2 separate regions of the Sus scrofa genome follow, and region 2 is linked to region 1. A link is a contact called in public Hi-C data. All regions are on one chromosome and are shown on one strand. The core of a region is the stretch at or near the end of the contact, and the rest is flanking DNA. Distances in the headings are between cores, read along the strand shown. Region 1 holds the start of FIGNL2 (putative fidgetin-like protein 2). Region 2 holds the start of ANKRD33 (ankyrin repeat domain-containing protein 33).

Region 1 (5,485 bases), core at 2,794-5,293:
GGTCTAAACGGCAGAACCAGAGATGTGAGGATCTGGGAAGCAGGTAGTAGGGTCCACAAGTGCTGGGCCCTGGAGGACAGGAGGGGACGGAGAGTCAGCCCCAACTCCTCCTCCCAAGTCTTGTGTGGTCCGCCCAGAGGAAGGGATGCTTTCTTTCCATCTGAAGAGCCCCTGGCTGGCTGTGGGGTGGGGGACTGGACCCGGACACAGCCTGTAGCTCACTGGGAAGGCAAAGCTGGTATAAGCACACAGAGTAAGGGAGTGCGGGGTGAGCCGGGTGGGGGAGGCACTGGGAATGGGACCTTGAAGCCCAAACAGCCAGAAAGAGAAGGGCTAGGGCCGCCCCTTGTCGTCGGGGGAGCAGCCTGAGCCTGGGGCGAGTGGGGGGTGCGGCAGCCCGCTGGGCGTGGTGCGCTCTGGGCACGCACCCCAATCCCCCAGCCTGGACGCATTTCCTTCCTTTCCTGCTTCTTAATGAGTCCGGAGCGGCCGATCTAGAGGACCACAAAGAGAGCTCTCCCGCCCTTTCCGCTTCCTCTGGTCCATTTCTTTCTCCCATCCTCCCCCACCCCCTCCTTCCCCGGACCCGTTTCTTTCCTTCCTCCTCACCCACCTGCTCCTCCCTCCCTCCCTCTCTGGCTTCTACATCTTCCCAAACTCTCCTCTTTCCCTTCAAAACTCTTCATGCTGAGCCCCCCTGGGCCAGCTGGGTTATTTTTCTTGATGTTTTCAAGGCTTTGTTGCAAGTCTGTGGGCCAGGAAGATCACACACTCACACACACACACACACACACACATCCGCACACATCCCGATGCCCCACACCCACATTCACACATGTGCAGGGCACTCAGCAGCACACCAAGCACAGCACCTGCCTCCCCCTTGGATGAGAAACAAGCAAAAGGGCTGGGAAAGAATGCAGGGCCCTCAGCTGAAACCACTGTTATTATCCAATCCACTGCCAGGCACTTGACCTACTCGGGATGATCACAAGACCGGCCAGAAGCCTGTCCTCAGCAGGGGGCTCTCAGGGCACAGATCCCTTGACTGGGGACAGCCAGGAGAGGGGTCAGCAGGAAGTCCTCAGAGAACAGACCCCCAGGGCCCCGCCCAGGAGGGCAGACATGATGATGAAGGGCCATTTGCCAGGATGGAGGATTTGTCAGCCCAGGAGGTGGATGATGAATTAACAGGACTTTAATGAGCTCGGGGCGGGGGAGCCACACTTCACTGCCTGAGCACTGGTGGGCAGAGGGGCGAGGAGACCAACCTCAGCTCCACCTGCTAACTAAACCCCTTTGTGTGACCCATGCCAGTCTGTCCATCAGAAACCATTTGGCGCCTCGAAGATGCATCTTCTCTGTGGAGTTCAGCAAAGGCCTCTCAGTGTGCTCACCTGCTCTGTCTTTTTTATTGTATTCCGGCTTTTTAGGGCCGAATGTGAGGCACATGGAAGATCCCAGACTAGGGGTCAAATCGGAGCTACAGCTGCCGGCCTACACCACAGCTCACAGCAACGCCAGATCCTTGATCCACTGAGCGAGGCGAGGGGTTGAACCCATGTCTTTGTGGATCCTAATCGGGTTCGTTACTGCTGAACCACGAAGGGAACTCCTGACCTGCTCTGTCTTATGGGGAAGGCCTTCCTGAGGTCTAACCTTGTCCCTCCTACCAGCGCTGGAGGGGCCCCGGGGGTGCAGGAGAACTGGATGCCTGCTCCAGGGGAGCACCTTGTCACCTCCTGTTATACTCCTTCATTTACCGCACCTTGAGCCTGGTGGAGTATGGCCCCCAGCGACACCCAGCCACAATGCCTTGGCAATGTGGGGCTTGGCCTCGTGGCTCTCATCCTGCTAGTTGGTGTCACTCAGCTCATGTGGACATTGGCCTCTCCCTTAGCTCCTGCCTCTCACCTTTGCCTGACAGAGTGGCAAAAGTACAGTGGATTCTAGATCCAGCATTTTTGTTGTTGTTGTCGTTTTAGGGCCGCACCTGTGGCATATAGAAGTTCCCAGGCTAGGGGCCAAATCAGAGCTGCAGCTGCCGGCCTACACCACAGCCACAGCGACACCAGATCCAGGCTGTGTCTGTGACCTAAACCATAGCTTGAAGCACTGCTGGGTCCTTAACCCACTGACAGAGGCCAGGGATTAAACCCGCATCGTCATAGTTACAGTCAGGTTCGTTACTGCTAAGTCACAGCAAGAACTCCCTAGATCCAGCTTTGCTGTGTGACCCCAAGCATGTCTCATCTTTCTGGGCCTCAGATACCCCATCAGTAAAGAAATCCTCAACACATTCCTTCCCCCTCTGTTTTCTTGGGATTGTCCCTTCAGCTAGGGGTTCAGCTCTCCCAGAGTGACAGATGTGGCTCCCTTTATCCTGCCTTTCTGATTTTGAAGCCTGCCCTGTCATTCTGACCTGTGCCAGGCTGTGGGTCCTAGGGGTATGGAGTGGAGAGGAAAGAAGACTCTGGGATTGGAGAAGATTCTGACCTTGGGGAGTTCCAGAATCTGCCTGAGTGCTACTCCTGCTCCTGTATGTGGGTTGGAAAAAACATGGGAACCTCCCCCTTCCCCACCCCTGGGCGGCACCTGTAGGAGTGCCCAGGAGGTCAGAACTCAGAGCTTCCAGAGGGGGCCAGGGAGATCCCAGAGAAGGGGAGAGTTAGAGTTCTGCAAAACACAGAAGAGAGAGCACTACCCTGCAGGTGGGGGTTAGGGTGCAAGGGCCACCTTGTCCTGCTAGTACTCAGGCTGAGCAGGGAAAAAACCGAACAAACCTCCTCAGAAGAGGACCCACACACATTGCCCTTGCGCGGGAACAAAGATGGACTAGGGACCCTCCAGGTGCTCAGCATCTCCTCTAGGAAATGTATCTGCATCTTCCCACCTAAGCCCGCCTCCCTCTCCTGCAACATCCTGGGGGCAAAGGGGGTTCTGCCATGCGCTACTTGCCAGGCAGTCTTCCTTTCCCACCTGGATCACCGCTGAAGTCTTGCCTCAGTGTGTCTGATAGAATTCTACCTGCCCTTGAATGGCAGCACCAGTGTGTGTGTGCGGGGGGTGCCTTTGGGACTCTGTCGGGTGTCCCAAGTGCCTAGCCCAAGGCTGGGGCAGAGTAGAGGCTGAATTATGTATCTGTTGAATGAATGCACGGATCAATGAATGCCCCTGGGCACCTCTAAGCAGACCACAGGTCTGAGAGTCATCCTTGGCCCAGTGTGAATGCTGCCTTCTTGGGGAAGCCCTCCAGTGAAGTCCACGGTTTAGACGTCACATTCCACTCTCCGCTGCCCATGTTCAGGGCTCTCCGTCCCCCCTTGAACCCAGCCCCACCCGGAGTGGCATCAGCGCAGAGCGGTGGACTTGCTGGGCTGTGCGTGCCCCAGCCCCTGCGTCCCGGGCTGCAGCCAACAGTTCACCTGGGGGGTGGGGGATGAACGCGTGAGTCCATCAGGCTTTGGCCGAGAGGCCGAGAGGCCGAGAGGCCGAGGCAGTCCAGGGAGAGGGGATCGAAGGCGGCTGGCGGACGGGGCAGGCTGGGCCGGCTGTCTTCCCCTTTGCCCTTCGACCCAGGAAGCCGCTCACACCCGGCGGACACGCTCGGCCGCCCTATTGCTCAGTCCCGGTCTCCCCCCTCCGGGACTGCTCCCCACCCTGCCCGGCCTCCACCCCCACCCCAACTTCCCGCTCCGACGGCCCGGGAGAGGTGGGGGCGGGCCTGAGAGTGGCGCAAGGACACTCCACACCAAGGGTCATTTGCTCTTTTTTCCCCTCTGTGGCTAATTTATTTTAGAGCTCGGGGAGGAGAGGGGCGGGGCCAGGCCGGGCGGGTTGAGAGGAGGGGCCGGGCGAGCCCAGGGGAGGTGGGGGCGGGGCGGGGCGGGGCGGGGGCGAGGAGGGGAGGGCGGGGGAGCGGCCCGGGTGGAGAGGGCCGGGGAAGGGGCGGGAGTTGGGGGAAGGGAGGGGCACTCGGGGAGGGAGGAGCAGGGAAAGGGGAGGGGAGCAAAGGCCTGCGAGGGAGGGCACTGGGGGCGGGCGAGGGGAGGCGGGGGTGGGGGTGGGGGTCCTGCCTGCGGGGGGAGCCGGGGCGGCCCCTTGTCCGGCCACCCCCACTGCCCAGTCCCGCTCCCGCCCGCGGCGGCCGCAGCAGCCGCAGCAGTAGCGGCTCCAGGATGGTGAGCGCCGCTGCCCCCCAGCCCCGGCCTGTCGCCCCCGGCCTGCGCCCCGGCCCTGGGGCCGGACGTCCCCCCAGGCTGCGCACACTCACCTAGGACCCGGCCGGGATGCCGAGGTACGGGACCGCGGCCCCGGCGGGGGCAGGCGCGGGAGCGCGCGGGCGGGCCGGGGTCAAGGGGTGGTGACCGTTCGGTCGGGGTGTCCGGAGCTTTGTCCGCGGGCGCGGGGCAGTGCGAGGGCCGGAGAGGGCGGGGGCTGCGGGTCGCGGGGTTCAACGAGGCGGGGGTCGAAGGGCAAGGCCAGCGAGAGACCCGGGCGGGTGCGTGGGAGCCGAGGGTCACTCCCCGGGGGGGGAGGGGGCGGGCAAAGAAGGGGCTCTTCTCTCTGACGCCAACGGGCACCCTCTTCGCCGTCCCCCATGGTGCGGAGGCTGCAGCAATAGCGAGCACTAGGCTCTGGGGGGAGCCTGCGGGATTGGGGGTGGGGAGCCAGGATTTGCGGGTTCGGGTCCCAGAAGGATCCAGTGTCCGGAGCCCCGAGGGCCGGCCCGAGGCCCCTCCCACTCCGTCAGGTCTTTGTCCAGCGGCCCCTGTGTGTGAGGGAGGGGGGGGTGGGGACTGGGTTCCAGGCCCGGAGATTCCCCAGCATCGTGACGGGGCAGTGACAGGAGACTGAGGCCACTTGGGGCCCTGCGGGCCCTGCGACCCTCACACCCACACCCTGCCTTTCTTCTCTACTGGCCCGAGAGAGCTTAGCCCCCATCTCGGAGTCAGAGTGTTGCAGGAAGCCACATTTACCTTCACCCGTGGGTTATAGGCTGCCAGGGGGACCCTCTGAGCTCCCAGCTCTCTCTCATGAGCCCTTTAAACTTCCCCACTCTTGGTCTACACAGTGATTCCCTTGCTAAGGAAATCGCTTTATAGAGGGTCCTCTGTAAGGGTTGGGCACACAGTAAAGGTTGGGTGCTCAGCAAAGGTAGGTCTGCCTTCTCGACCCTTCCAGTCCCCGTGGCCTCTCCGGCGGAGGAGATCTGGAAAAGGGGCTGTGCGAGGGCGAGCGTGAGCGGCCTGGAGCCTGCGCCCAGCAGCGGCCGGGAGCCTGGAGCGCAGGGGTGGGTGGACGGGTGGGTGGGCTGTTAAAGGGACGGTCACTAAATCAGGATTAGGCCGTGGGGCTGTCAGGCTGCCAGGCCCTGTCTCCATGGATACCTAATTTGGAGGAGAATAGAGGACGGAAGAATGTTTGTGTTGTCGTACGCCAGGGCCGCCAGGGCCGCAGCGGCTGAGCGGACCTCAGCCCTCGG
Region 2 (6,112 bases), core at 2,572-5,071, 38 kb before region 1:
AGGTATACAGTATTTACACCCAGAATCAATTTAGCCAGTCCCCTATTGAGGGCCACGTGGGTCATTTCCATTCTTTTATTGTTGCACATGATGCTGTATGAATGACCTGGTGCACAGGCTGAGAGTAGAGTCACTTAGACAGAGGTAGATGGGAAGGCAGAAGGGGCTCTAGACAGCAAAGGAGCCTAAGGAAAGGGCCTGATTACCTGCTCCCAGTCTGGTCTAGCCCATCTTCCCCTGGCTCTCTGCCAATCTGGACTCCTCCTGCCTCCTCCTCTCCATCCTGAGCTCCTGGTATCTCCAGACAGGAAGGGCCAGGCTTCGATTCCCTGCAGATCTGGGCTCCAGCTTCCACTGGATGCCAGATGAGGGTGCCTTGGAGAGGAGGATCTTGGGGGCTTGGGGCCTGGAGCTGGTACTACCCCTGGGCTGGAGCCACTGGGGGCACATGCTCAACACACCGTGAGGGCTCTGGTAGGGGGTGAAGGCCCGGGGGCCAGGAACTTCCTGGGGGGGCTGGGGTACAGGAGGAGGGGGTGGGGCAGTGCCTAACAGCTCTGGCACGGACTTGCTTCGGGTGCCCAGTGCAGGTGGGTGGTCAGGGCACAGGGTGTGGCAGGCAGTGCTGAGAAAAGGACTGGCCAGGCTGGTCGTGATGGTCACAAGGTGGTCCAGGACACCCCCCTCCTGAGGAGACTGGGCAAAGGGGAAGCTCAAGGTGGCCTGGAGTCGTTCTAGGAGAGATGGGGTGGCCTGAGCCTGGGCCTGGGCCACAAGCCCGGGCAAAGCTGGCCACTCGGGTTGGTAATGCTGGCTCAGCTGTTCCACTTGGGGCCGTCGCAGCAACTGCCGGATCCTCTGTACTGTGTCGAAGCTGTCGGTCAGAAATGCCCACTCCAGGGCCGTCTTGCCTCGGACAGGATCCACTGCAGTCAGGTCAGCACCTGGGGAGGGCACAGGGGTGACATGGGGTGGGATCGGTGCCTTGCAGAAGGACAGATGCTTTTAGGAGCAGGACTGATTTGAGTTAGATGCAAAACCAGAGGCCCACCCTGCTGCAGCTGGAATCAGGCCCTCAGGGGCTGCAGTAGCACCGACGGACAGTACCAGCCCCAGACCCCAACTTCCGGTTTAGGATCCCAACTTCCGGTTTGATTGGCGAAAGGAGTCCAGTGAGGGGGACCGACCAGGGATACTTACTCCAGGTCTCCAAACATGGGGCAGACTAGAGACCTCCTGAACCAAGGCGCTGACCAGAAGGTGTGTGGGGGTTGCTCAGGATGGGGGGAGGTCCGAGCTGCACCCTCTGGGGCAGGTGGAGGGAGGGAGTCCTGCTGGTTCCCTCTTCTGACTCTTCCTTTCATCACTACACCCCCCAGTCCTGGGGGTGGGGAGTAGCAGTTACTCTTCCACAAAGGAGGGGATGTAGAGCTTCCTCCCTTCTCACCTCAAACCCAACCGAATAGGATGGGAAAGGGCAAAGCCGGAGGCTGGGGTCCCCCAGGGTGACCCACAGAGGGAACCCCCAGCTCAGAGAGTAGCACGGCCTGGAGACTCCACAGTGTGGACTTCACCCCAGAACAACGCTGTCACAGTCACATGTCTCAATCACACATCCCTGCATTCCTGGAACCCTGGTTTGTCAGAGCTGGAGATCAGCCCAGAGAAGGCCATTGACCTCATTACACTGGTGAGGCCCAGAGAGGAAAGCCACCTGCCCAGGGTCACTCAGCGGGCAGCAGAGCCAGGATGGGCACCAAAGAGTCTGGTTCCAGATAACAATCTTTTTTTTTTTTTTTGTATTAGGTTCTCCAGCCAGTCTAGGTTATCCTCCCAAGTTTTCTTTTCTGGGACTGCCATTCACCACTTAAACAGAGCTATCAGGAGCTGGACTTTGTTGCTGGTGAGAAGCTCCAGCACACTCTCCTCCTCCAGGAAGTCAGCCTAGATTGATCCTCCATCCACCTCTCTCCTCTCTGCAACTATGACAGCTGACTTAGTGCCTGGTGGGGAGGTGTGGGGGAGGAACTGGAGGCCACACAACATCCTGGTCCCCATGCACCTGCCATGAGGAGGGCAGCCACGCATTCCGAACGGTCCCGCATGGCAGCCTTCATCAGCGCTGTCAGCCCCCGCTGGTCCCGGCGCTCCAGGTCAAGGCCCGCGTAGTAGTTGATCAGGAAACTCACCAGAGGCACGTGGCCTGCAGGGCACCAAGGGCAGAGCTTGGCTACCCAGGAAAGGAATGACAAAGCCCCAGATCCACTCTCCACCCAACACGGCAGTGGCAGTGTCAGAGTGAGAGAACATTGGTGCAAAGAGTGTGGGCTGTGGCCTTGGTCTGGCGGGTAGAGGGTGGGGTCAGCAGCCTCTTACCTGCTTGGGCAGCCAGCATGAGGGCTGTGTCCCCCTCTTTGTCCTGCTGGTTCACATCCAGGAAAGGACAGCGGCTGAGCAGAGCCACGACACTCCGGAAGCCATGGTAGCATGCGACCATGAGGCCTGTCTGGGGGAGGGGCAGCTCAGCCCCCGTGCTTCCCTCCTGGAGCTTCTTGGGGGCCCTGGGCCCTTTAAATCCACATCTGACCCAGGGATGTCCCAGTTCCTGTGAAGACCCACTCTCTCCCTTCCTCCTGAGGACCCAGGCAGTGGATGCCATCCTGAAATTCCCAGGACGAGTGGGGTGACTCACCCTCCCATTGCCGTCCACCTGGGTGGCCTCCTCTGGGGAGACCCCATCATCCAGGATGGCTTGGAGCTGGGCAGAGTCATTTCGGACACAGGCCCAGTACAGGGCCCCCAGCGTGCAGCCTGGGATAGAGGCATCAGACACGTCCAGCCCTCCCCTCGGCAATGGCAGCTCCTCCTCTTCCATGCTGGGGGCAAGAAGGCGGGTTTCCCCCCTTCAATGCAGCTGGCATCTATAACACAGAATGAGGGGAATGGTGTCCCTCTGAATCCTGGGACATGTCTCAGCATCTGTGACTCACCCCAATGGCCCAAGGAAGAGTCCTTTCCTACTGGAGTGTCCCATCCCATTCACCCTGGAGAAAGGACATGCCGGTGGCAGGGAAGCAGAGTGGCAGGAGCCCTAAGAGGGTAGAAGTCACTATAAGTGAGGATCCTGGTGAGATTCAGGGAGAGCGGCAGTTCCCTTTTTCCCAGGGGACCTTACCTGGGGTTTGGAGGCTCCCTAGGAGGTAGCCATTGCTGGGACTCACAGTAAGCCCCAGACTCCTGAGAGCACTCACCGGGTCTCTGGAGCGCCTCAAGGTGGACTCTCCCCCCCAGGAAGCAACGCAGGTAACAGATGGCTCGACTTAACGGAAAGAGCTGCCTCAAACACCTCGGGGCTGAGCTGGATCAAGCCGGGTTAGTTAGGGATGAGGTGCAGGGCGGGGCAGGTGCTCTCCCCTCCCCAAGCCGACAGAGCCCCGCCCCACGAGCCTGCCTAGAGTGGGCGGGGCCCGAGTCCGAGTGGCTCCTCCCCCGAGGAGGGGGCTCTGAGAGTAAGATCCGCCTCTCCTGCAAACTCACACCTTCGGCCCCCTTCGGAGACCAGCTCCAAACCCACGCTTTGAAGAGTGGAGCCGGGCTTGGCAGGGGGGGTAGGGGTGGGAGAGGCTGTAAGTCACACACCTCTCTAAAGAGGGTGACTGGGACGGGCATAGGGGCCCCAGGGGTCACCTGGATCTATTTTTTTAGATTCTGGGGAAATTAAAGCATAAAGAATTGCTTAATTAGGGTACAGAAATTATGATATATTCAGTTTAATGGATTAGTTTGATGTGGTACATTAAATATAAAATATTTAAATTATATTCACATGTAAATGAATTATTTTGATTATTCAAATCAAACTATGGTTTTCATTATTTATTTATTTATTTATTTATTTTAATGGAAGGTTTTATTTTATTTTTTTGTCTTTTCTAGGGCCGCACCTGCGGCATATGGAGGTTCCCAGGCTAGGGGTCTAATCAGAGCTGTAGCTGCTGGCCCACACCACAGCTCACGGCAACGCCAGATCGTTAACCCACTGAGCAAGGCCAGGGATCAAACCTGCAACCTCATGGTTCCTGGTCGGATTAGTTAACCACTGAGCCATGACAGGAACTCCCATTATTTATTAAATTAATAAAATTATTATTAAATTATTCTTTAAGTTAAATTACCTTTTTTTTTTTTTTTTTTTTTGTCTTTTTGCCATTTCTAGGACCGCTCCAGTGGCATATGGAGGTTCCCAGGCTAGGGGTGTAATCGGAGCTGTAGCCGCCGGCCTACACCAGAGCCACAGCAACATGGGATCGGAGCTGCGTCTGCAACCTACACCACAGCTCATGGCAACACCGGATCCTTAACCCACTGAGCGAGGCCAGGGATGGAACATGCGTCCTCATGGTTCCTAGTCATGATTTCCACTGATCCACAATGGGAACTCGATGACACATATATTCGTGACAACATACATTTCATTGAAAAAAGTAGTGGTGGTTTGTTTTATTTTAACTCACACCTTAGATTGTGCTACAGAGCTTATTGTGTTCGTTCTTTTCACTCAGTGCTGTTTTGGGGGTTGGTCCTTGCTGCTTTTTATGCAGTGTATCAGTCAGGTGTTGTAACCAAAAACTGACCTCAGGGGTGTGGTTGCTGCCATAGGCTGGCTGCTCAACCTGCTTCCAAAACTGTAAAAGCTGGAAAGGTATAATGACACTTCCCAGATTCTTGTGAGCTAGGAATCTGTGATTTAAGTTCTGCTTTTGTGTAAGACACAAATTTGGAATAGAGCTAAGTAGCATGGGACATCCGTTTTGCTGTCACAAATTGTGACAGATACGGTTGGGGGGGTCTAGTGAGCAGTTTCCTGATTCGTCAGCTTCCTGTAGTAGTGACTTGTTTTCTGGATCACAGGCAGAGGTCATGTGCCTCTCAAAGCTGGGAGTTGTTCCCAGACCTAGAGCCTGCTTCTTTATTTAAACTAGCCAGATTTATTTCTGTTACCAGTAATTAAACCCTAACTGACATGTGTGGCTTAAACAAGTAGAGGTTTATTCTTCATACAAGATAAAAAGTTCAAAGATAAGAAGCTGTTGGTGTTGACTGAGTAACTCGATGATGTCAGGGCCTTCTCTGGGAGTCTCTTGGCTTTTCCTCATGGTCACAATATAGCTGCTGTACCTCTAGCCATCACAGTAAAATGTGGTGAAGGGACACTGTGGACTCTATGCAGCAGTTGGAAGAAATCTACGAGATGATGGGTCAGACATCTCTGATTAAATGATACACTCCCTATCCATAACCCTCTTCTCTCTGGTCACCTTTTGGTCAGGTGTGACCAGTTAACACAGTTTTGGCCAATGAAATGCAAGCAGCAGTCTGATGGGGGAGGCTCCTTGGAAAATCTTTGCTCTCTTGATAAAAGGTATGGTGTGTCCCTTTTAACCTTTCTTTCTTCCCTCTTATTCCTGCTGCATAGGATGCCATAGTGTGCATCCATCACATCTGACTTATCTGCTCTTCCAAAGGTGGACCCCTATGCTGCCTCCAACTTCATGCCACTACAAATACTGCAGGGACCATCCTTGTATATATCTAGCTGTGGACCCAAAAGAGAGCATCTCAGAGTCTGCTGGGTCATAGGGCATAGGGTACATACATTTTTATTGGCCACCTGCTCCCAGATTGCTCCCTATTTTAGTGACCCACCAAGAGTGCGTAAAAGTATCTCAAATCCTTGCCAACACTTGAACTTATTCAGCCTTCTAGTTTTTATCAGTCTGATGGTACAGAACTATAAAAGGATTTTTTTTTTCTTTTTCGGCCTCCCTGAGGCATATGGAGTTCCCAGGCCTGGGATCAGACCTATGCTGCAGCTGTGGCAATGCCAGATCCTTTAATCCACTGTGCTGGGCTGGGGATCAAACCCATGTCCTGGCGCTGCAGAAACACCACCAATCCTGTTGCACCACAGTGGGAACTCCATGCTTTATTTTATTTATTTTTTTGCCATACTTGTGACATATGGAATTTCCTGAGCCAAGGATCGAACCCACATCACAACAGTGGCTGGAGCTGCTGCAGTAACAACTCTGGAGCTTTAACCTACTGCATC

The links. Hi-C and Micro-C count contacts between places; a contact is called where the count stands out from the background.
Region 2: a Hi-C map of liver shows a contact between it and region 1, with 2.8 times the contacts expected there. The contact joins the promoter of ANKRD33 here to the promoter of FIGNL2 in region 1. A contact is called at or near these places in 4 of 47 Hi-C or Micro-C datasets (embryonic fibroblasts, liver and skeletal muscle) and 2 of 2 datasets of contacts at active chromatin or transcription factors (alveolar macrophages and skeletal muscle).

The regions. Positions count from the first base shown.
Region 1 is chr5:17,207,855-17,213,339 of Sscrofa11.1, reverse strand. FIGNL2 (putative fidgetin-like protein 2) reads left to right here and starts at 4,043. Exons shown (of 2, transcript XM_021091668.1): 1 at 4,043-4,297.
Region 2 is chr5:17,245,049-17,251,160 of Sscrofa11.1, reverse strand. It overlaps ANKRD33 (ankyrin repeat domain-containing protein 33), which reads right to left and starts at 3,821. Exons shown (of 5, transcript XM_021091670.1): 1 at 3,252-3,821; 2 at 2,377-2,921; 3 at 2,063-2,203; 4 at 549-944; 5 at 62-354. The coding sequence starts at 2,875. The coding sequence ends at 203.